4 separate regions of the Mus musculus genome follow, and all the other regions are linked to region 2. Evidence: chromatin contacts called from public ChIA-PET, Hi-C and promoter capture Hi-C data. All regions are on one chromosome and are shown on one strand. The core of a region is the stretch at or near the end of the contact, and the rest is flanking DNA. Distances in the headings are between cores, read along the strand shown.

The links. A called contact is a pair of places that touch in the nucleus more often than the background predicts. ChIA-PET counts read pairs in DNA pulled down with a chosen protein or histone mark. Capture Hi-C pulls out chosen DNA fragments and counts their contacts.
Region 1: a promoter capture Hi-C map of adipose tissue shows a contact between it and region 2. The contact joins the promoter of Doc2b here to the promoter of Pitpna in region 2.
Region 3: a contact with region 2 is called in a Hi-C map of Sertoli cells, with 2.0 times the contacts expected there. The contact joins the promoter of Serpinf1 here to the promoter of Pitpna in region 2. A contact is called at or near these places in 4 of 39 promoter capture datasets (hippocampal neurons, liver, neural stem cells and 1 more), 8 of 484 Hi-C or Micro-C datasets (the G1E-ER4 cell line, Sertoli cells, embryonic stem cells and 2 more), 7 of 115 datasets of contacts at active chromatin or transcription factors (the 230-238 cell line, the HPC-7 cell line, the SCID.adh cell line and 4 more) and 4 of 9 other capture datasets (adipose tissue, embryonic stem cells, liver and 1 more).
Region 4: a contact with region 2 is called in an RNA polymerase II ChIA-PET map of memory CD8 T cells, with 109 read pairs. The contact joins the promoter of Rpa1 here to the promoter of Pitpna in region 2. A contact is called at or near these places in 9 of 39 promoter capture datasets (the C10 cell line, the HPC-7 cell line, cranial neural crest and 5 more), 5 of 484 Hi-C or Micro-C datasets (B cells, CD8 T cells, granulosa cells and 2 more), 8 of 115 datasets of contacts at active chromatin or transcription factors (the 230-238 cell line, the SCID.adh cell line, effector CD8 T cells and 5 more) and 2 of 9 other capture datasets (adipose tissue and liver).

What each region holds. Positions count from the first base shown.
Region 1 is chr11:75,794,084-75,799,850 of GRCm38.p6, reverse strand. Doc2b (double C2, beta) reads left to right here and starts at 3,791. Exons shown (of 9, transcript NM_007873.3): 1 at 3,791-4,330. The coding sequence starts at 3,958. It overlaps Gm12339 (predicted gene 12339), which reads right to left and starts at 4,042. Exons shown (of 4, transcript NR_136933.1): 1 at 3,733-4,042.
Region 2 is chr11:75,582,974-75,589,589 of GRCm38.p6, reverse strand. Pitpna (phosphatidylinositol transfer protein, alpha) reads right to left here and starts at 1,511. Exons shown (of 12, transcript NM_008850.2): 1 at 1,238-1,511. The coding sequence starts at 1,257.
Region 3 is chr11:75,420,454-75,426,325 of GRCm38.p6, reverse strand. It overlaps Serpinf1 (serine (or cysteine) peptidase inhibitor, clade F, member 1), which reads left to right and starts at 3,703. Exons shown (of 8, transcript NM_011340.3): 1 at 3,703-3,830. Gm35337 (a long non-coding RNA gene) reads right to left here and starts at 3,688. Exons shown (of 3, transcript XR_388848.3): 1 at 3,502-3,688; 2 at 2,028-2,151; 3 at 1-307.
Region 4 is chr11:75,345,291-75,351,169 of GRCm38.p6, reverse strand. Rpa1 (replication protein A1) reads left to right here and starts at 2,787. Exons shown (of 17, transcript NM_026653.2): 1 at 2,787-2,944. The coding sequence starts at 2,912. Smyd4 (SET and MYND domain containing 4) reads right to left here and starts at 2,737. Exons shown (of 11, transcript NM_001102611.1): 1 at 2,419-2,737; 2 at 1,356-1,501. The coding sequence starts at 1,489.

The DNA.
Region 1 (5,767 bases), core at 2,542-5,041, 210 kb before region 2:
AGGTGGGACAGACAGCCCAGCCATCCTTTGTGAAGTCTGTTTTATTGGCAGAGGGCCTTTGAGAGAGTCTGCAGGGGAGAGAAAACTGCACTCTCTGAACCTTGCCGGGGGAGGGGGGAAGTTCTGCTGCGGAGCCCCAGCAGCATGATTGATTAAACTTGGACATATCCAGCTGCGTGGAGATCCCCACCCCTCCACCCCACCCCCACCACCTCCCGCCAGCTGGTACTCAGCATTGGCAAGAACATTCGCTTCTCGGTAGGTTTCTAGTCTATGTCCTTCCTCACTTGGTTCTGGCAATAGACAGAGCAACTGACTGCATTCACCCAAGAGAGAAACTGAGGCAGGCAGGTAGCATAGGATGGTGTATGCACGGGAGAGACAGGGCAAGCATGCCGACTGCCTGCCAGGTAGTGTGCTAGGCATCTTCTATCCAGATTCCTTCTAAATCTCGGACTGAAGCCAATCACACAAAGTCAGGCACAGTCAAGGGCCGGAAGACCGGAGCTTTCGACTCCAAGTCTGTCTCAGTCCTAACCCTTGGTCTTTCCAGAAAATGGACTTTTCTCTGGATGACAGTACTTCCGCACCTCCCTCTGTGGGGTCCCACCCCATGTCAGCAGGGTTCATGAGTGATCAAACTCCGACTCAGAATGGGCCTTCATTCTGCCAGCTACCAGAGCCTGGTCCACATACCATCTCTTCAGCGGGTATCTTAGGGTTCCCTGGCTCAAAGCTAAGACCTTTTCCCCACTTCTTCTAGATTTTTCCTAAGAGCTAGCTCCTACAGGGCGGAGAATTGTGAGCTGCTCTTCCAGAAAGCCACTTTTGGTCAGACTCTCCTCCACCCCACTCTCCCCATGAGCCCATGAGTCAGACTTGGACTTAAAAACAACACAGGGTCAGGAGTTGGTATAACCAGGCTCCTATATCCAGTCCCAGTTGCCAGACACTTGATCACTTGAAGCTTCAGTGTCCCTATTTGCAAGATGGTACCACCTCTTCTTGTCCCCACCCACCCAAGGACATGTGGAGACTGTCTGCTTTTTTTGATACCCATGTCACAGCATAATCATTTTATGATGTAGACACGTCTGACATAGGAAAAGTCACAGTGTGTGTGTGTGTGTGTGTGTGTGTGTGTGTGTATGTAAGGTCTAAGCCCCTTCGGTCCTCCTACAACGACAGCCTCTGAGACCAGGTTCTTATCTCTCTCCTTAGACTCAGACCCTCAAGAAGGCTGAGTGGGCTCCCCCAGCAGCCAGACTACCAGGCCAGCTTATTCTCCTGTAATCCCTGAATCTTGGCCCCTCAACCCCTACCCCCACTCCATCTGGCTGTCCCCATCCAAGAAGCCTCATGGGGATCCTTGAGAACAGGGCTTCACCTGGGCAGCCAGCTCCACTCTGAGTCGCTTCAGTTCTGCAGGGTGAGGAAGGAAAGGCAGGGGAAGGGAGAATGGAAACATGGGTTGGGGGAGTTGTTGTTTGAGATGGGGTCTTGATGTCTAGTCCTGATTGGTCTAGAACTCACTGTGTAGACCAGGCTACCCTCAGACATGAGGCAATCCTTGTGCCGTTGTTTCCTGAGTGCTAGAATTTGCCACCATATCCAGTCCTCTGTTAGGTCTTAATTGCAGTTCTCAGCAACCAACAATCACCCTGATTTGTTCTCTGTGCCTGGGCCTCAATTTCCTGAGCTGTGAAATGGGAACAAGAATCTCTGGCTCTACGATGGGCAGTAAAAGAATGCAAGAAAGATGGCAGAGGAGGACATGGTTTCCAAAGATAGGCATGATCACTCAAGCACGAAAGCCAGGCCCATGGGAGCAGGCTGTAATCCAGTCTGCAAGAGGTCTAAGCAGAGGGGTTAGAGGTTGAAGGTCAGCCTGAGTTAGGGTGAGTCCAAGGCCAGCATGAGCAAATTGGTGAGACCTTGTCTCAAAATAAGAAATCTAAAGAGGACTAGATACAGATTCAAGATCAACCTCAGAATGAGTTCAAGGCCCTCTGGACAACTCAGCGCAACCCTTTCTCAGAATAAAAACTACAGAGGGCTGGGGTGTCCAGCTTAGTGGTTAGAGTGTGCCTAATGTGTATGAGAGAGCCCAGGTTCAACTCACAGTCCCACAAAGAAAACAGGAAAACCAAAAAGAAGGGAAAGAAACCACACAATTCTCCATTCTTCTCAGTGAGTCTAGTCTCTAACAGGAAGGAGGAATCATGAGGAAGTCATGTCATCTTGTCATACTCAAGGCTCATGGAGGGCCTCCCCACACTGCTGGGAAATCAGAATTAGTCCCATTTGACAGATGAGAAAACTGAGACACAGGGGCTCCAATGACCCCACCTGAATGATGCAACTGAGAGCAACAGGGAAGGCCCTCTCCTCTCCTAGCTCCAGCCCTCACCTTGCATCAGTCATCATCCCAGGAGATCCCTGTCCTGGCCTGCTTCCCTCTGTTCATCCTGACCATGCCCCAGTCCAAGTCCTCACCCAGCCTGTTCTGGGTTGACACTCTCATATTAGACTCAGTAGGGCAGTGGGTCTCAACCTTCCTAATGCTGCGACCCTTCAATACAGTTCCTTGTGTTGTGGCAACTCCCAACCGTAAAATTATTTTCATTGCCACTTCATAAGCGTAAGTTTCCTACTGTTATAAATTGCCATGTAAATCTCTGTGTTTTCCCATGGTCGAAATCGACAGTCCGCCAAGGGGTCACAGCCCATGGGTTGAGAACCTTGACAAAAGAGGGACACAGCCAAAAATGATAAGCCTCTCCCACGCGTCAGTGAAAACCAGAGTAAACAGGGTTCCATCCTCGCCGGCCCAGGGCTTACTGGAGATGCATCTGCACACGCAGCAGCCTGCTCCCAGCACAGCTGTTCCCTGAACTGCGGCAGGGATTTGCCTGGCATGGGAGGCACAAGTGTGGGCCAGGCAGCACCTTGCCTTTACACCTGAACTCAGTCATCACCCCAGGAGATCCCTGGCCTGGCCTGCTTCCCTCTGTCCATCCTGACCATGCCCCGGTCCAAGTTCTCACCCAGCCTGTTCTTCTGGGTCTTTTAAGCCACTCAGGGACTGAGTGAGGAGTCTGGCCCAGGTCATAGACGCTCCTGTTTACATGTGACCTGAGAGGAAGTAAGCAGACTGTCCCAGCAGTGTCCTGGGACAGCCCAGGGTACACTTGTCCTGCTAGGAAGTAAACAGCCTGTTCCCTGGCAGGGTAATCCTGTGGCCTACCTACCTGCCTCTACAAAGGAGGGGATTTTTTGAGGAGTTCCTATCCACATCCCCAAATGGCTTCTATGGCTATTATGGGTTCTGTGAGTTGAGCCCAGCACGGAAGACTGCCCTGGGCATCCTTGCGAACATGTGTCTCTTGTATGTATTTTGCATGCTGGGGAGGTGCACCATGCCTTAGCATCCACCAGTGCATGTGTCTGTAGCCTGGAGCCCGGAATGGGTGATCTTTTCCACTGAGTGTCTCTACACACATTTGTGTGTCTGTGTGTGTCTGCACGAGAGTGGAATGCAGCCCCTCATGGGCTGGCACCCAGTCTGCGAGCCTAAGTGAGGCAAAGGCTCCGAGTGGCCCTGCGCGTCTCCCGCGTGTGTGAGCGCGCCGTGTGAGCGCGAGGAAGTGGTTGCTCTCCTGGCTCGCTCGCTCCCTCGCTCTCTCCGTGCCCGCCAGCCCGCCCGCCCGCGCGCGCAGCCCGCACACTCACCGCTTGGTTGCTGCCGGGTGACGCGGGCTGGGCCCGCCCCCTGCTGCCGGCCCCGCACTCACTCGCACCGGCCGCCGCCGAGCAGGCAGCAGCCGCGTCAGGGCCGTCCGGGGGCCACGCTGGCGATGACCGCAGCCCCCGCAGCGCCCCGCGGGACCCGCTGACTTGCCCCCGGGCCGGGGTCACACCGGGCCGGGCCGGGCCGCGCGCCGCGGCGCTGCCTGCATGACCCTCCGGCGGCGCGGGGAGAAGGCGACCATCAGCATCCAGGAGCATATGGCCATCGACGTGTGTCCCGGCCCCATTCGGCCTATCAAGCAGATCTCCGATTATTTTCCCCGCTTCCCGCGGGGCCTCCCCCCTACCGCCGCGCCCCGCGCCCCCGCGCCCCCGGACGCCCCCGCGCGCTCTCCCGCAGCCAGCGCCAGCCCCCGCAGCCCCTCCGACGGCGCCCGCGACGACGACGAAGATGTGGACCAGCTCTTCGGAGCCTACGGAGCCAGCCCAGGCCCCAGCCCCGGCCCCAGCCCCGCGAGGCCGCCCGCCAAGCCCCCCGAGGACGAGCCGGACGTCGACGGCTACGAGTCAGACGACTGCAGTAAGTTTCCCAGTCGCCGGCCGCTCGCCCCCTCCCCGCACCCGGGTCCCCGCAGGGCAAGCGCCGCCGCCGCCCGGAACAACCGCACGGGAGAGCTGGGAAGTTTGGGGGCGTCCTCTGGGGCGCCCCGTTTCCAGGCCTCCGCTCCCCGAGGCGCGCCCCGCACCCCTTCTCGGCCCGCGCGCCAGGAGCTCCTGCGCGGGCGGCGGCTTTTGTTCCCGGGAAGGGCGGAGCTGCGCCCCGGAGAGACACCAGTTGCTGCGGGCCGCGCGGTTGCGCCAGGCCCCAGAGCCCTGTGCGGGCTGTCCCGGGGTGTCCACCCGGAGAGCTGGGGACCCTGCGGTAGCTGGGGCGGGCCCGGCGGCCCGCACCGCGCCACGGCTCTGCTGGTGCGCGGGCCGAGAACCAGGACCGCGGGGCCGCTTGTCCTTTGGAAAAACCTTGGCGGTTCCTCCTCCCGCATCTGCGGACCCCGCCGGCCCTGGCCGTGGACCTTCGCCCACCTGTTACGCCGGCTTCCCCGGTCAGGAGGGTCCCCAGCCGCGCCCCCTCCTCTCGGACTCAGCCCCAGGGAGACAACAGACACCAGGGTCTCCCGAGCCAGGCCAGGACCTCTCCTGGTGGCTTGTGTGGTCCCTGAGGATGCCTAACCCTGCCCACCAGGGACCATCCAGGAAGCCAAGGAGGGAAGAAGTCACATCACCTGTCCCGTGAATTTGCTGAGGGCTGTGGCTGCGGCTGGGGTGACTACATGGAAGGGCCCCAGCCCAGCTGTCACCCTGTTTCACTTAGAAAAAAAAAAAAAAACAAAGCCAGCCTCAGAACCTAGTCATAGATGCCATGGGCCCATGGGATTGGGGGGACCCATCCCAGCTTGCCCAAGGCAAAAGCAGCCCCTCCTCCGTGCAACATTGGTAGTTATGCCTTGTCTGGGCGTTCCCCAGGGCCTCTGGGCTAGGGGCTGACTGTTCCCCAGCATACCATGTGCCTCTGGACGCTAAGGATGGGAGTTCACAGTGTCACCCTGGGAACAGACTCCACTGTTCACTTTAGAGAGCCCATCAACAGAGGTGGATCAAGCCTGAGCTGGAACACTGCCTTTTGTGTGCGTTCTAGACCTGGACCCCCTAACTCAGGGCATATGGAGAACCTACCCACAAGCATAAAGGCTGGGGAGCAGGCCTTGCCCTCTGCTGTCCTGCAGGTTGAGGGAAACTAGGTGGGCTGAATTTATTAAAATCTTCAGAGCTGCGCCCTGGATTTACTTTCTGCCCAATTCCTGGCACTCTGTGCAAGGATCCAGGCTGGCTGCCCTCTAGGGAGGCTCTAAGTAAGACCACAGTTAGCCCCCTTGGGGGATCCAGAGTCATCCTGGGAAGAGAGGATAGAAGTGATTCCCATTTCCAGCATTCTCTCTGCAGGTGAGGGAGTGAGCAG
Region 2 (6,616 bases), core at 262-2,761:
AAGCTTATCGACACCATAAAGGCTATGCACACATCCAATTTCTCCTGGAGGAGAGCAGAAAGCCCTGGGATGTCCACTCAGAACCATGATCCTCAGGAGTAGGTCATACTGTCAATCAAAATACACCCTCCGCTCCACCCCGACAGCCAGGAGCAAACAAACATCTATCTCCTTGCAAGCCCTGCCCATCCCCCATATCAACAGCTCCACACCCCCCAAAACATTTATGGGACCTCAATTCCTCCAAACAGCACCATCCAGCATCCTGTAGGCTTGGATAGCCTTGTCTTGGTCCCCACCACTTCCATTAGCAGGCACATTCATTCTTAATCATCTTCCTGGACGGTCCTGGGCCCTGCTAACTTAATGCCCTTCTCTCTTACCCACACTCCTTCACATCACTTTAGAACCTGCCCAGTATTTTCTAGACTCTTCATTCAAGTGTTGCCAAGTCCTAAGCAGGCATGCTGAACTTCTTGCAAAAGCCTCCTCTTCTGCACCTACTTGGGTACCATGCCATCCCCACCCTGTCATCCAGTCCCCTATACTCTTTTGCCCATCCCATCACCCAAGCGTGGCTTTGACTGAAGTCCTTTTTTCTGCAACCAATTATTACAATCCCTTTTCCTCTGCTGCCTCAGGCAGCCACTGTCCATGCCCCAGGTTCCGCCTCAACACCCCTCCCCACCACCTCAACTCCATTCCAAGAGCTACCTTATCTGATCTTCCCTGCCCCTTGGTACAGCTCAGCCTCAAACCCCTCCCCAGCGTCAGTCAACTCACCGGCGCTGCCTGCCCTTGTCCCACTGCTCCTTGGTCCCTTACACAACTCCTCGGTCCTTCAGGCAGTTCTGCCTGCTCCTTCATCCCACAGCGTCCACCATAGGGCCACACCACATCCAGCGCTCTCCATTCCCCATGCCCCTCCTAATGTCTCCTCTGGATCTCCCTATCCCCTTGACCCCTCCTCAGGCCCTGACCGGCCCGCACCGGTTCTCAGCCTCCTCTCCGACCTATTCGATCCCACCTCAGGTGCTGTCTGTCACCCTCTGGCCCCTTCGGGCCCCTCCGGCCCCACCTCAGGCCCCGTCCAGCCCCCGCTGTCCTCTCCGCCCCTGCTAAGCGGCCCAACAGCCCCATCCGGTGTTCTCCATCCCCCGGCAGGCGATCTGCCTTCGCCGCCGTCATCCCGACCCTCCCTTCCGCCTCGCTTCCGCACAGCCGACCCGACACTCACTACTCCTTGAGCAGCACCATGTCGCTTCGCGGCTCGGCGGCTGCCAGCTGCCAGCCCGGCCTCCCGCCCGCTACCCGGTGGCCGCTCTCCCGGTGGCCCGGCCCGGCCCCGCTGCCTGTGCGCCTTCGTCGTGGTCTGCTCTGTCCCCGCTGCTCTCGCTGCGGTCGCCGCGCGGGCTCCTGTCGCCCTGCCCTGGCCTCACCACCTCCCGCGCCTCTGCCGACGCCGCCCGGAGCTCCGGTTCCGCAGCGCCACGCGGGGGCGGGGCGTCTCTGCGGCAACCAAAGCGTCAGACGCAGCAGTGCGCGTTGACCTCACGCGGGGCGGGGCCTTCCCGGGTCCACCCCTCCACCCTTAAATGGGCCGTGGCTCCGGGTCCGTGTCAGCATCTGGGCCCAGGTCTGGTTTGGTAGTCAAGAGGTAAAGAGACATGTTTGGTATGAATACTCTTCTGCATCAGGAGCTACTGTGCCTATATGCTTGGACTTCGCTGGTGGGTGTACTGAGAGCCAAGCATGTCAAAAATAAAATGAGGGAGTTTGAGATTTAGTTCAACCACGAAGCACTTGCCTAATTTGGATTCACCAAGAAACCAAAACCAAACAAGTGTGTATATACTTCCTCTAAATACGTGACTCCACATCTCCACCAGAAAGATACTGTTACTGCCCTCGTTTACAGGCAAGAAGGCTGCATAAGTTAGATTTGCTCATCACAGTGTTTTCATGATGTAGCTGAGATTTGATTTTTTTTTTTTCTTTTTTTCAGACAGGAACTCACTATATAGCTCTGGCTGTCCTGGAACTTGCGCTGTAGACCAGGTTGGCCTCGAACTCACAAAGATCCACCTGCCTCTGGCTCCTGAGTGCTGGGTAGAGCTGAGATTCTAACATAAAATCTTAGTGTCTTCTCATCCACCCACTAACCATTGGCTGTGGGGCTGCTGTGTACCAGAGCCTGTGATATCCTGAATAGAGAGAAGAAGGCTGGCACTATCTTGCCCCTAGGGAGCTGGTAATCAAATGGAGGGGAGGCAGGTGATGGCTGGGGTAGCAGGCACTTGGAAGGAAAGGGGCTGCCAGAGCTAGTGGTACAGGCTAGCTGTCTGGGAATTCCTAGCTGTCTGGGAGCTGAGGCAGAAGGATGGAACGTTCAAAGCCTGCCTGAAAAACTTAGTAAGTTGCTGTCTCATAAAAGCTGAAGAGAGGGTTGGGATGTGGCTCGTCAGAGCACTTGCCTCGTATGCAGGAGGCCCTAGGTTCAATCCCAGAATCCCAGAAAGAGAAGAAAACGGTAGCTTGGCAGCAGGCTTTGGGGTACGGGTGGGAGGTGGAAGTTGTGTTTGATGGGATCACACTGGACAGCACCTGGTGTATGTGAGGAGTCCCTTGAGGGACGGCATCCCAGAGATCCACAAGATGCTGGGGAAGACCATGCACAGCAGAAAGGACACACGTAAGGGCCGGAGTCAGGAACAGGCTGCATTCAGGGACTTGTCCTAGTGTGGTTTTCTGTTGCTGTGATAAAGACCATGACCAAAGGTAACTTGGGGAGAAAAGGGTTTATTACGACTTTGAGACTAGAGTCCATTAGCAAGGAAAAACATTACAGGAACCCGAAGGCAGGAACTGAAGCAGAGGCTACGGAGGAAAGCTGCTGAACTGGCTTGCTCAACCTGCTTTCTTGTACAACCCAGGACCACCTGGCCAGGCACTGTACCTGCCAGGGTGAACTGAGCCCTCCCATAGCAACCGTTAATCTAAAAAAGGCCCCACAGGCTTACCTAAAGGCAAATCTGATGGGAAGGTTTTCTCAACTGAGGTTCCCTCTTCACAGATGACCCCAGCTCACGTAAAGCTGATGAAACAACTGAGGAGCTCCGGACTAGCAGAAGTAACGTAACGGGAACATTGAGTCTGGAGGCTGAAGAGCTAGGAAGGAATAGGTTCCTCCGTGGCTGATGATAGTGTGGGCTGCAGGCCAGGGGAGGGCATCCAGGGGTTTCAGGAGTGCTATGAGATGCATGAGACGGTTTCTCCCTGAATGGTGGGGTCAGGAAGGGAAGAAGAGAGGGCTGGATGGGGCCAAATGTAGGCAGGGAGACTAGGGAAGAGGTAGTGGCAGAAATCCGGGGAGCATTCAGGATAGGGGAAAAACAAAACAAAGCAAAGCAAAACAGGACTTGTTGGCCAATTGGCCAAGAGGGCAACAGGGTGAGAGCAAGGGAGGAAGAAAAGCAGGCCCGGGAGCCTGAGTGAATAGCACTCAGACACAGCAAAGTGGCTGGCAAACAGGGGTACTCACCGAGAGGGGTACCTGAAGGATACCTGGGTGCAATGTGAGAGAACTACCCGAGATAGTGGCTCAGAAAGGACTTGGGGAGTAGGAGGCCATACTGTCTGTCACCCAGCTGTGACCAGTGACCAGGACTGCTCTAAGTGTTCTATCTATTGGTCATTCATTCATCAAACTCTAGGAGAGCAAGGAGAACTACAAAAATCCAAGGCAAAGACTCTGAAAGGAAGGCAGGCTTGAAGAAGTGGGCTGGCCGCTGGTGCTCCGGCCTTGGCCCTCCAGCACAGGGCTCTCTCTCCTCCATGGTGTCAATGGATGGTTCTCTAGAAAATGCTGGCTCTCTCCAGGAAGTAACCAGATCCCGCCCTCCTGGGAACTTGCAGGCTAGTTTGGGAGACTACATTTATTCATTCATTCAATAAATATTGATTGAGCACCTGGCCCTGTCTTGGGTGCTTTTCTAGACACTTAAAACATAAGGGATGACCAAGCAAACAAGATCCCTCCCTTGCTGAATGGAGGGAAGCTCAATATAAACTTACCAAAGTGGCTTTTAGAAGAGACCAGTGTGACTTTGGAAGCTGAATTGGTTGAATGACCCCCGGGGCAACATTAACAGTGATATTTAGGGAGGGGAATTGCTGCTAGTCAGTGGGCTAAGGCAAAAGCATGAGATTGGAGGGCTGTGCTAGACACTGGGGGAACTAAAACCACAAAACATCAAGGCTAGAGATGTAGTTCCTCTAGCAAAATGCTTGCCTGGGACTCAGTAGAATGCTTGCCCAGCACCTGCGAAGTCCCGAGTTTGACTCCCAGTACCACATAAATCAGGCCTAATAGCTCATGCCTGTAATCCCAAAACTTCTGAGATAGAGGCAGGAAGTTGAAGAGTTTAAGGTCAGGGCTGAAGAGATGGTTCAGTGACTAAAAGCAATGACTGCTCTTCCAGAGTTCAATTCTCAGCAACCACGTGGTGGCTCACAATCAACTGTAATGGGATCCGATGCAATGCCCTCAGATGTCTGAAGACAGCTAAAAGTGTACTCATATACATAAAGTAAATAAATAATTCTTTAAAAAGAGAGAGAGAGTGTGAGTGTGTCATCCACAGCTAGTCATTCAGTTTGAAGCTAGCCTGGGTTACACAAGACCCTGTCCAAAAAAAAAACAAAACCTAAAGAAAACCAAAACCAAAAGGCTGGAGAGATGGCTTAGCTCAGTCAAGAGTGCACACCACTCTTTGAGAAGACTGAAGCATCCTATCATGCAGTTAGCACCTGAAACTACAGCCTCACGGGGGTCTGATGCCTCTGGCCTCCTGCTGCTCCTGCACTTGCCCACACACAAAAACAGACACGTGTACATCACTTTAAAATAATAAAAACAATCTTTAAAAAAAAAAAAAGAGCCAGGTGTGGTGGCGCACGCCTTTAATCCCAGCACTCGAGAGGCAGAGGCAGGCAGATTTCTGAGTTCGAGGTCAGCCTGGTCTACACAGTGAGTTCCAGGACAGCCAGGGCTATACAGAGAAACCCTGTCTCAAAAAAACCAAATAAATAAATAAATAAATAAATAAATAAATAAATAAATAAATAAATATAAATGCCAGGCATGGTGACACACACCTTTAGTTATATCACTCAGGAGAGAGGCAGAGGCAGACAAATCCCTGAGTCAAGAGGCAGCCTGCTCTACACAGCGAGTTCTAGGACAACCAGGGCTACATAGGAAAAAAAAAATCTGTCTTAAATAAACAACAAAAACCCAACAAATACCAAAAAATAAACAAATACACAGAATAATAAATAAAACAAATACATACACACACAAAACCCCACCCCCTTTCACAGGCACAACCATCAGAAAAGCGTGAGGGTCACAGCTCTGCCACTCCTGGTGCTCTTGCTCACATGTATCAACTTAAAGTAGTCTGTGACAGAGGTAACCATGGATGACAGGAGGGTCAGTGCTGGTTAAGATTCAAGGAAGTAGCCAGACAGTGGTGGTGCATGCCCTCGGGAGGCAGAGGCAGGCAGATCTCTGAGTTCAAGGCCAGCCTGGTCTACAGAGTTAGTTTCAGGACAGCCGGAGCTACACAGAGAAACCCTGTCTCAAAAAAAAAAAAAAAAAAAAAAAAAGGTGTGTGTGGGGGGAAGGTTCCAGGCGGTGTGAAAGCAATTTGAGCTGAAGAAGACTTAGGAAGACCTCTGCAGAGGGACAGCATGGGAGCCACAGGTGCAGGGTAGGCCTTGCCTCTGAAGTGGGGGGCCTGAGGCCAGAGCAGCACGTACTGGTTACAGGAGATGACAATGGGGTGGCCTTCAGACAGGGCTGAGCTTGGGACTTTGAGTGCCAGTTGAGAGGCTCCCTCTGATAAAGGAGCAATTAAGGGGCCTTAAGGAAGTCCTAACTTACAGCCCAGATTCAGCTCTGGAGGCTTGCCACTCCTGCCTGTCTCTGCCCTTGCTCCAAGCATTTCAAAGTCCCTCCAGGCAGGTCACTCCACTGTACACCCCCCATGCTTCTCTCTCTTCTTCTTCTCTTGAGCTTAAAAATATTTTTTCTATATGCATTTGTGTTTTGCCTGCATGTATGTCTGCCTGAGAGTGTCACATCTCCAGGAACTGGAGTACTGGAGTTACAGACAGTTGTAAGTTGCCATGTGAGTGCTTGGGAATTGAACCTAGGTCCTCTGAAAGAGCAACCAGAATTCTCTCTCTCTCTCTCTCTCTCTCTTAAAGATTTACTGTCTTCAGACACACCAGAAGAGGGCATCAGATCCCATTACAGATGGTTGTGAGCCACCATGTGGTTGCTGGGATTTGAACTCGGAACCTCTGGAAGAGCAGTCAGTGCTCTTAACTGCTGAGCCATCTCTCCAGCCCCAGCCAGAACTCTTAACCACTGTGCTACCTCTCCAGTGTCTTTGTTGTTGTGGTTGTTATTGTTGTTGTTGTTGAGATTTTTGTATAAGGGACCAGCCCAACCACTCAATGAGTTAAGGTTCTTGTGGCCAAACCTGACAACTGACTCCACCAAGCTATCCTCTGACTTCCACATATGCACATGTATGTGTGTGGATGT
Region 3 (5,872 bases), core at 2,454-4,953, 170 kb after region 2:
TTTATTGTATTCACCCAGTGCCTCTCAGCTCCTCCCAGATCCACATGCACCTCCCTACCCCTTCATCCCTGGTTTTGATTTTTATTGATGTGTATGTGTGCACACCTGTGAGTGATGCTGATGGAGGCCAGAAATGGGTGTTGGATCCCAGGGAGCTGGAGTTACAGACAGTTTTGATTCTCTTGGCTTGATGCAGGTTCTGAGAACAGAATTCAGGCCCCTGCAGCCTTCTCTTGAGTTGTTTCTGGTTTTCTCGTTGATTTACACTGTTTTGATGTGGCTGCCTTTTCTCTTCCTTGTACAGTATCTACACAGTGTGAAGAGAGATTTCTAACTTTAATGTTACATTGGTCGACCACCTTTTTCCTTATAGTTTGTCCTTCTTTGGGTGTAGGTCTTTAGGTTGGCCTTAGATTTCCAACAACTCTGCTGCTTCTGTCTCCTGAATGATGGAATTACATGTGCACCACCACACCCAACTCATTGTCTGTCTTTGCGTTTCTGCGTATGCCATGGATTGCACGTATAGATCAGAAAATAACTTGTGGGACTCATTTCTCTCCTTCCACCCTGTGGGGCTTGGGGGTTGACTCATATCCTCATGCTTAGTGACAAGTACTTTTTACTTTCAGAGACATCTTTTTTCTTTCTTACCCCTCCACAACCCCCCCATCCCATCTGCCTTCTCCCCCATCCCTTTTGCCTCTATGAAGGTGCTCCCCACCTACCCACCCACTCCTGCCCCACCGCTCCAGCATCCTCCAACACTGGGGCATCAAACCTCCACAGGACCAATGGCCTCCCCTCCCATGCTGTCAGACAAGGCTGTCCTCTGCTGCATATGCATCTGGAGCCATGGATCCCTTCATGTGCAGTCCTCGGTTCGTGGTCTAGTCCCTGGGAGCTCTGGGTGGTTTGGCCAGCTGACATTGTTCTTCCTATGGGCTTGCAATCCCGTCTCAGCTCCTCCAGTCCTCCCCCCAGCACCCTCACTGGGGTCCCGAGCTCAGTCTGATGGTTGGCTGTGAGCATCTGCATCTGCATTGGTCAGGTGCTGGCAGAAGCGCCCAGGGAACAGCCACTCCAGCCTCCAACGCATACGGGAGATTGATGTGAACTCCTCATCTCCCTTCTACTTTTCAAGTCCTGAGATTACAGGAGTCCACCATCCTGCCTGCCTAGGTTTGCTTTATAGAGCATGGTATTGCTTCAATAACATGGTGGGCATGATGGGCTCATCTTGCAGAAGCAAGAGGATCACTGTGAGTTCCAGGCCAGCCTGGGCTACATAGTGAGGCGGGGTCTCAAATCAACTGATCGATCAATCAGGAACGATATCAGTACCACCTGTGCTCAGAGTGTGGCACTGGATGATGGGAGACTGAATGAGACGTTTTTCACAGGGCATCTCTTGCTGCTTTTGACCCTGTGTGTGGGTGCACGCATGCGCATGTATATGCATGTGTGCATGTGGACATGTATGTGAGTGTGCGTGCACGTGCATACATGTATAGATCAGAGGACAAATTTGTGGAGTCAGCACACTCCTTCCACCTGGGTTCCAAGGATTGAGCTCATGTCACCGGGCTTAGACTGCAAATGCCTTTGCCCCTAACACAGGGCTTTGCCTAGAGGCCCTGCACAGGTTTTATGGAAAGCTGGACTCTGACTGTTGACTCTCTTCTTCCTACATAAAGAGCTGAACCTTGCCCACTGCAAAGTCTCACTGGCCCAGGCTCTGCTTTCTGTGGCCTTCCTGAGGATGCTTGTAGAGTCCCCTAAACTTTCTCTTTTGAGCCTTCTCTGAATGGCCATTGGGCTTTGTTAAGGCAGCCTACAAAACATTTGTTATATAGGTTTAGAAAGGAATTTTTTTTTAAATTAGTGATTTTTAGAGACAGGGGTTTTTCTGTATAGCCTTGGATATCCTGGAACTCACTCTGTAGACCAGGCTGATCTCGAACTCACAGAGATCTACATGCTTCTGCCTCCCAAGTGCTGGGATCAAAGGTATATGCCACCATTACCTGGCCCAGAAAGCAACACTGTTCATCAGAGTAGCTGCAACATGAAGCATCCCAAAATCTTTAGCTTCCTGGAGCGGATCCCGTACTACACGGTCGACAGGTCAATGTGCACGAACTTTGTTCCCTAAACAAGATCAACGAAAATATTGTTCTTCAGAAACTAATCATTACAAGTATTTATGTCATGTGGGTGGGTGGGTGGGTGGGTGTGGGGGTGCACGAGCCATGGTGCATGCGGAGGGCAGAGGACCACATGTAGAAGCTGGCTTTCCCCTTCCGTGTGGAGGCTTTCAGGCGAGGTGGTTGGCACTTTTACCTGATGGGCCACCTCACTCGCCACCTTTTCTTTTCTTTTATTGTTTTATGAGTTTTCATGTAGCCCAGGCTAGCCTCAAATTCACTGAGTAGTCAAGACTGCTCTTGAACTTCTGACCTACCTTCCAAGTGTTGGGATCATGAGCAAGTAGCACCACACCAGTTATGAAAACATTGAGATTACCTTCAGCCCCTGTGTAGTCAGCGGTATAGGAAACTGATGAATTCCAGGGGTAGAACTGGGTTTCCTCCCCAAGACCTCTTTTGTAGATGCAAATAACCCAGATTCCAAATCCCAAACACTTTTGTTTTTTTGGTTCTTACTCATTTTAGATAAAGGGGGGATTCAACCTGGGGTCCCCAGTCACTGCTCCTGTCAGTGCTTTGAAACTGAATTCTGAGTTCTGACGCCCTAGGGCAAGCTGAGTGCAAGTGTTCTCCTGTGCAGACACCTCCAGTGAGGGCCTCCTCTGAGGGTGGGTGTCCTGCGCACCCCATTTCTTCCTCTGCTCAGATGTTTCCCCACTATCCTTTCTTTTCTTCTTAAAGATCTTATTTGTGTGTGTGTGTGTGTGTGTGTGTGTGTGTGTGTGTTTCTCTTCAAGACAGGGTTTCTCTGTGTAGCCCTGGCTATTCTGAAACTTACTCTGTAAACCAAACTGGCCCACAGAGCTCCACCTGCCTCTGCCTCTCAAGTGTTGGAATTAAAGGTATGTGCCACCACCACTGGGCTAACCTTTTATCCTCTCTCTCTCTCTCTCTCTCTCTCTCTCTCTCTCTCTCTGATACCTGATGAGGCCAGGAGATAGCGTCAGATTCTCTGGAGCTGGAGTTCCAAGCAGTTTCGAGTCCTTGCTATGTGAGCTGGGAACAGAACTCAGGTCCTCTGCGAGAGCAGCCAGTGCTCATAAGCACTGGGCCAACTCTCTAGTCCCCACCCCACTGTCCTTTGGAACCTTCAGAGCTGTCAGGTACAGTCCCATTCCTTCATTTTCCAGGTGAGGAGGGGAGAAGAATCACCTTGCTCCCACCTGCAGTGAGCCAGAGCCAAGCGCCTGGAAGAACCCAGCATCTCCATACCGGCTGGCTCACAGTCTCTCCATGCAGCCTGCCTCTCAGCCAATCCTTTCAGATGTTCAAGTTCAGACTCATGACCTACCCCAGGCTGGCCCAAGTGCCCCTGAAGTTAGCCATCATGTCCCAATGAAGGTCCCAATGAAGAGAGATAAAGATCCAAGGGAGATGTGGTGGGAGAGGAGGGTGGCCAACGTGTGGTCTTGGAGCCACATGGCGGAAGGGCAGCAGTGGGTTAAAGTTAACACCAGACAATGATGCAATCACAGATTCCAAATGGAGTCAGGTCACTTTAAGAAAAGAGTAGCTGTAATCTGAAGCCTGCTGGACGCTGGTTGAGAGGCAGCTACTCCCCTCACTGCTTCCTGGAGCCCCTCAGAGTGCAGGCTGTGAGAGAAGCTGCCGCAACCACAGGTAAGGCAGCGCCTGGTCTAGCCTGGGGAAGACAGATATGGAAGAGGCTCCCTGGCTAGAGGGACTGGGAGTGGCAGGGGCACCCCAGAGAGCAGAAAAGAGGGGTGCAAGGAAGTGGAGGTAGGGTTATAGTAGCCCCTGCAGTTTAGGAACCAAGGTGAACAGATGAGAGGGGAGAGAGAATTGGGGGGACAGAGGCCCAGGACTCTATTAGCCGCTCACTGTAGACCAGTAGGAGAGGCTGGACTGGGGTTTTGAATGGTGTTGGGAAAGGATGTGGTGGTGGGTGGTGGGAAGCAGGGAGCTAAGCTCTGGGGCTGGACTCAGCAGTACCCCGGAGGAGCTATAGTCCCATAGGCTGGGCTCTTCCTGAAGTTGCTTCCACCAGCAGTGAGCAAGGAAGGTGAGCTTCCTGCAGCTCAGCCTGACTCCATTCGGATCGCTGCTTTTCAGAACCATCGGTGCTGGTTCCCTTACAGCAAGGAGCAGTGGGCTGCCTGAGGCCTGCTAGGTTCTCTGTCCAGCTTCCTCTCATTCTCTCTTACCAAAAGAGCTGGGAGACAAATGAGGTCATGGCCTCTTGCGAACAATAAGCACCATTTAGCCTAGCTGGTTTGTGGGGTCTGGCTGCCCTCCTGCAGCCCTTGCACCTCCTGATGTAAGCCACGGCAGGGAGTGGTCTGAGTCAAAGGAAAGAGACAGGCTTTCCAAGAGCCAGCCACTGTCTGGACCTTAGCTGCCCATCAGTTCAGCCTCCAGGGCTGAGGGGGATGGGTGGGGACCAAAGAGTTCTGTTCTGCAGGGCTGACCTTTCTGGGGGTGTTGGGAGGTACAATTATGGGGTATCTCAGGCTGATTCAGATTCCAAGATTTCAGGAGGGAAAAACCCCAAACTGTCCAGGGGGTGAGCGGCGTAGCCATGAGCCAGCCAGCCTGAACCCCTTGAAACTGTCCTTGAGCCAGTGGAGAGAGAGGTGTCCTCCCCTGCACTGTCCGCATATTCACTGCCATGTGGCTTGAAGGCAGCTTGGCTCTGGGAGGAGGAGGAGCAACATGTTTGTCTCCGACTGGGTTTAATCTGAAACACATGTACTGGCTCCCACTTGTCTTCTCAGCTTGGATGTGAGACCACAACATCCCAGTTTCTGTGCCTCCTGATTTGGGGCACATGGGAAGGCCAACCTTGACTCAGAGGGGGAGAATCTTGACCCCTCTCCCCGGACCCTCCTCCCCCTGGAGCCTAGAAATCTGGCTTGGACACTGCCCTTTGGACAGGATGGCATCACTGTCCTGGTGCCCCTGGCTAGCCAATGACTGCCTCCCCAACCCAGTTATTGCAGCCAGGGCCTTGCATGTGTCCTGTGCAGCCCCTGCTGCACACCCTCACTTTCTGCCCTTTAGAGTCTCCATTTCCGTTATTCCTGTGGCTTGGGGTGGAACATTCAGACATCCCCCTAGCACCTGTCCCTGCTTGTAGCTCTTGGCCAGCATTGGACCTCTGTGTTTCCCCATGCACATCAGATTTCCCACCTCAGATTCAGTCCTCAGTCTAACCACGTGGTAACAAAGATCTGTGACTTAGACTCCCACCACCACCACCCCCGCCCCCGGGAGGAACTTCAGGGGTCCCATCTGCAAGGGTATCTCATTTACTTCCTGGTAGAGGATGCCCAGGGTGACCATCTCCTCCTGTCTCAGTTGCTACCTACCCAGAGGGACCAGAGGTGCCTCTCTGAGCACCTCTCTGATAAATCAGCCTCCTGAGGCTCAGCCAAGGGAGGCTGTTGCCTGTGATGGGAGGGGCTGGGAAGGGAAACAAGAAGCCTAAATCTGCATTGATTTCTTTGTTGTTCTAAGGGGTCTCTCCCTGAGCAGCTGAGTGGCAGTGCCCCTGGATGAGAACACAGAGGTCCCTAAAATTCCCACCGGGAGACCTGCTATAGATGAGGGATTAGGGAGAGCCAGGTTGGTTCCTGCTGGTGGTGCTGCCAAAAGCAGAGTGAACAAGGAACGAGGAGTCTTCTCGTTGTTGCCCTTCATGT
Region 4 (5,879 bases), core at 1,538-4,037, 240 kb after region 2:
TTGAAGATATAATCAGCTCACATCACACTCAAGCCTCTGCCAACGAGTTTTCTACTTCTGTTCAACAAACTACCCAAGCTGAGCAGCTCCAAACAACAGCCAGTTATGATCCTCACAGTCCGGTGGGTCAGAAGCCTAAGCGGGCGTGGCTACCTCGCTGCTATTGCCTGACCCTGCTCGGTGCATCCACATTCACATCCTTTCCTGGTGAGTGTGGTTCTTTGACTGGTTTTGTTCCAATTTTTAGTATATGTGCTGCTGAAACAATCTTTTTGCCTCTGCCTCCAGACTGCAGGGATTAATGTTCTTGACTGCCACAGAGCACTAATATTTACTGAACATGTGATCATGTGGTGCTCAGCACTCTTGCACCCAAGGCTCGGGGAACATGGAGGAAGAGGGGGTGGAAAGATTCCAAGAACCAGAGGAAGAAGAAAGTCAGAGGTGAGACTGCATCTCCTAGAAATGTCAGGGACATTTCTAGACCTCTGAAGTCTCAAGAACAAGGCCTGAAAGTCTTATTTATATAGGTTAACCTGAAAGGGGAAAAAATTCTTACAGGGGTCCAACGTTAGACAAAGAACTCTAAGCAACTAAGGAATGTTGGGGGGGGGGTAGTCTTCCCCAGGGAACACTCCTCTACCCTTCAAGCCCCACCCAAGCTGGTTATCCAAAACAAACTGGTCAGTCCTGAAGCCATATACGCACAAGTAACATCATATGGATGGGCAGATTGCATTTAGGAATACACACATACACACACACAACTTAAAAAGAGAGGCCATGAATTTAAGAGAGAGCAAAGCAAAGTGGGAAGGGGTACATGGGAAGGTTGGAGGCAGGAAGTAGGGAAATGATGTAATTATATTTTAATTTCAGATAATTAAAAATTAAAAAATAAGATTTGCTGAGTAAATGAGACTTCTACCTATGTATACATTTACTAGGTTGTGATATAAAATGTCTATCTCACCAGTGAATGCAGTCCATAGAATTTGAAAATTTCTGGGTCTCAACTAAACAATTGCTAGGGTTCTTTCTCACTATTAGTACTGAATGAGCTTCTATGGGCAGCTACACAACCTGCACCATATCCTTTGAGTGACAGCACTGGGACGACAGCAAGATACTAAATTACTTAAGTATAACACATACCAAAAGAGGAAAGCAGTTATGCCTACCCATTCTATAATCACAGACTAGGGAGAAACGTGAAAACCAACAGTAACTGCTAAATGCCCCATACTATAAAAAATATAAAGCTACTCTCTCCTATAAAAAAGAGATATTCAGACCAAATGACAAGGCAGAACATTTTCCAGACCAAAATTTCCCTGAAGTTTCCATTCACTTACTGAAGAAGGGAAGAAGAAGGAAGGAAGATGTCGCTCAAAGTCTCTGCTGTAGAAATTGTGTCCTGCACAGACTTCGGGAGTGAAGCCCACTTCTTAAGTAGGTAGGACTTCCATTCATCCACCGGTAGATCCATGCTGCCGCAGCTCTGTAAAGTCAGAACATGAAGATTCAGCTTTCTATTAATGCATAGTTCTAGAAAATCGAGATTTCATCCTACCAAGTGACACGCAACCAAAATCATTTCTTCTGGGGTTTTCTATAGCTGTTGATATGCTGAAGGAGAGTTAATCTGTGGTGTGGTACCAATTCACCCAGACATATTCTTTGGAACTGTTTGAGAAACTATAGTAGGTTGTGGTTGTACAAACAGAGATCAAAATACCAGTAGATGGCTACTATTCCAGTCTTTCTAGACCTGTTTACCTTAGTTGCCCAAAGTTTTCCAGACTTCTTACTCCAGCAACTATGAAGTTAAATATTTTCATTTCTTAGACGGCTCAGTTTTCTGTTTTGATCTCCAGGTCTTTCTTTCAGTTCATATAGCCTCTCTCCCTTTTTATTTTTATTACTTTTTTTTTTTGAGACCGGATCTTATGTTAGCCTGGCTGGCTTCGAACTCAGAGATCTGCCTGCTTTTACCTCGAATGCCACCACGCCTGGGTCCCAAATTTTGATTTTTCAGGGTCTCATTTAGTTCAGGTTGACCTCGAACTCAACGGTGTTAAGGGTGACCTTGAACTTTTGCTGCTTCTACATCCCAAAGGCTGGGATTACAAACAGATCAGAGCCAGCCAGCACGCCAGGCTCTCCAATACTTTTGCATAGGCCATTTGGGCTTTTAGGAACATCACTATCCTCACTGGAATCCACCTGACAAATTTCTACACACACTTTAACTCAGTTCAAACCGCATCGCCTCTCGAAAGCCTGATTGATTTTTGACCCCCACTCTGGAGCTCCACATGTGTGGCCCATATCGCGTCTACCATCCTTGAGGCTGGGTTCCTTGCGGCCACAACTCTCAGGTGGAACTCAAGAGGGCGGAGACTGAGTCTGATTTACCTTGTTTATCCCACAGTGCCAAGCTCTGGGCCTGGCACCGGCGCCGGGCACGCACTGCGTGAAGAAGTACCCAGGTCACTGCTTTGACTATATTTAGCAGCAGTTACCAGGGGAGAGCTCCGACTGTTCCCTGGGTTGCCATTCTGTCTGTCCGCCAAAGGACTGGGCGGGCAAAGTTCCGACAGCTGGCGGGGGAACAACTCAGTAGCACCGCGCTGACACAGGCGCACTGCGACCCAGCGCCCCGCCCTCACGTCCCGCCATCCCGCCACTAGGCCTCGAACCCGGCCTCGGAAGAGTCACGTGCTCTGCCTGCCGCGCGGTAGCCAATGCGGTGGCTATCGGCGTCTAGGCCCGCCCCTCGCACCGCGCTCACGCTGGGGGCGGATCGGCACGCACAGTTGCTCTAGCCAATCGTTGAGCAGCCCGCGGGACCCCGGCAGAGAAGCTCAGGCGGTGCAAGAGCGCGAGCGCGGGAGTTAGCGGTGCAGCCATGGTGGGACACCTGAGCGAGGGGGCCATCGAGGTAAGGAGACGACCCTGAGCGGGCTCGATGGCCCTAGCAGCGCGGCCTTGGAGCGGTGCAAAGAGGACCCGGGGAGGGAGCCGCTGTCGATCGGGAGAGCGTCAGGGAGGAAATTATACGGCCGCGGGGGAGCATCCCGGGGTCTCTAAGACCATCAGAGGATGCTGGAGGCAACCCGGTACTGGCAGAAGAACTCACGAGTTTTTTTAGTTTGTTTACATCTAAGAAAACAAGACAAATAAACATGCCGCTGTCTATCTTCGGCGGCCTCTGTTTCCTCCCTTTCTCCATCACCCCAAACTTTTTGGACTTGTTTTCGGCTGTTTTACTTCTTTTACATCCTCCTAACTCATTATTGCTACTAGACATCTCTCTGGTCACGAGAGAGAAAACGCTGACCGAAGTCACCAGTGGCTTCCCAGTAGCCAAATCAGAAGACATTTTAAAATTTTTCAGCCGACCTAATTGTTTGAGCTTGTTGGCTTCTTTCTGCTAACACTCCTCTCTTGCTAGTGTTCTGTGTTTCATGTTGACAACTTTTTCCTTATTTTACCGGCAAACCCCATAGATTTTTTTGTCGAGCCAAGGCCCTCTGCAGACTAGTTTATAGCCCTTCACCTGCATGTTATTAATTCTTTCCTGCTGAGCTTCCTTCGATCTGCCCTCTATCTTCAAAGTCATTTTCAATTGAACATATATCAGAGCAAATCCTTTATGTCCCTCTAAGTCTGAATTTTAAAAAAGAGTGTGTGTGCGCGTGCGCCAGTGTGTAGTATGTACACATATGTATGACATCTTGGGGATGGCGAATGTGCGTCGGATGCCAGAGGACAACTCTGGGACGTTGTTTCTCTTCCCACTCCGCTGTGGATTCTGTGGATTGAGCTCAGGTAGCTGGGCTTACACAGCAGGCACCTCTACCACAGAGCATCCTTTTGCCCGACTCTGGACACCTAGTCCATCACCAGTTGAAGTATATTTTAACTCCACACTTAACTTTTCCATCCCCACTGGAATAGTCTTTTTTTTTTTTAAAGATTTATTTATTGATTATATGTAAGTACACTGTAGCTGTCTTCATACACTCCAGAAGAGGGAGTCAGATCTTGTTACGGATGGTTGTGAGCCACCATGTGGTTGCTGGGATTTGAACTCCTGACCTTCGGAAGAGCAGTCGGGTGCTCTTACCCACTGAGCCATCTCACCAGCCCTGGAATAGTCTTTTGTTGGCTGAACTAGTCAATTTCAGTCAGCACACTCTTCTCACAGTCTCCTTGCCAGGCCTTGTTTGTTTTTTTCTTTTTAAATATATTTTTGCTCTAGAGGCCATTGATAGTTCCAGTTTCTTTTGCTACCACAGTGTTCCTGTTCAGCTCAGTTGTTACTGAGTTGGTTGGCAAAGTAACTAGCCCAAATCCATGCATTTGGAGACTCCAACTCCTTTTTGTTCACTTATGTATGGCTTTGGGCAACATTCCAAACTCTTTCCCTTGTTTGTAAAAATGAGGCTGAAGCCGAGCAAGGGGCTAGTTGGAGGACTGAGTTTCTAGATTTAGTGTTTAGCTTCTGCTAGTACAGCTAGCAATCATCACAGGTGTACATGTTTATTTGGTAAATATTAGCTACTTTGTATTTCATTCAGGAGATTGTAGAGACTGTAGCCTGCAGCTACTTTCAGTCCCCCTTTAGGGTGATATCCCAGTATCTGGCAAGTTTTAGTCCCTAGATAATGTTTGCTAGTTGTGTGAATGACTAAAATCATGAAAAGCCTGGGACAGACATCTAAGCAGCTTAGAAGAAAAGAAGAGGGGAAACAGTTGTCAGAATGGAGGTATTTGAATACGTTAGGGCTGTAGAAATGTTGAACTGGAATGTGAAGCTTGGATTGTTCTGAATTTTAAGAGGCTGCCACCTTGGACCCTTAAGGCAATTGCAAATAATTCTTTACTTTTATAACGAACGTTTATAAGGTTGTTTGAATAATTTGCTGAGTTTTCTTTAAATAAAAATATTTTAGAAAGCTATTTCCAATATTGAAGTATTACTTAGACTTCATTCATAGATAAATTTGCAGTTTTTTTTCTTTCTTTACATGTTTTGTTCATAAATAAAATAGTGTTTTGTTTTAAAGACTATCCCTACTATCCTAGAACTTGCTATGTAGACCAGGCCGGCCTTGAACTCAAGCCCACGTACTGGGGCTAAAGATGTTCCACCATGCCAGGATCCGTAGTGTTGTGTTTTGTTTTGTTTGTGTTGATGGTGATGGAGTGTAGAGACCATTGGTTGCCTGATGATTAGCGAACAAAAGTGTCAGCACAAAAGCTTCAGGCCCCAGTGGTTAAGCAAACAGTGGAAAATGGAAGCACTAGGGCCCAAAGTTATAAAATGTAACTGTAGTGATAAGTAGAAGTACAAGGCTCTATTTACTCAGACCAGGCTGGCCTCCAACTCAGAGATCCACCTGCCTCTGCCTCCCAAGTGCTGGGATTAAAGGCATGCACCACCACCCAGCTTCTAGTATACATTAAAAGACTCATTTACTTATGTATTTTATGCATATGGATGTTTTGTCTACATGTAACCTGCATGCCTGAAGAGGGTGTTAGATTGCGTTGATATAGACAGTTGTGAGCCACCATTTGAGTGCTGGGAATTGAACCCAGGACCTCTGGGAAGAGCAGCCAATGCTTTTAATCCATCTCTCCAGCCCAATTTAAAGTCCTTTTTTTTTTTTTTTTTTGAGACAGGGTTTCTCTGTATAGCCCTGGCTGTCCTGGAACTCACTCTGTAGACCAGGCTGCCTTCGAATTCAGAAATCTGCCTGCCTCTGCCTCCTGAGTGCTGGGGTTAAAGGCGTGTGCCACCTTGCCTGGTATTTTATTTCATTTTTTTAATTATTATTTTATGTACATTGGTGTTCCACTGCCTGTGA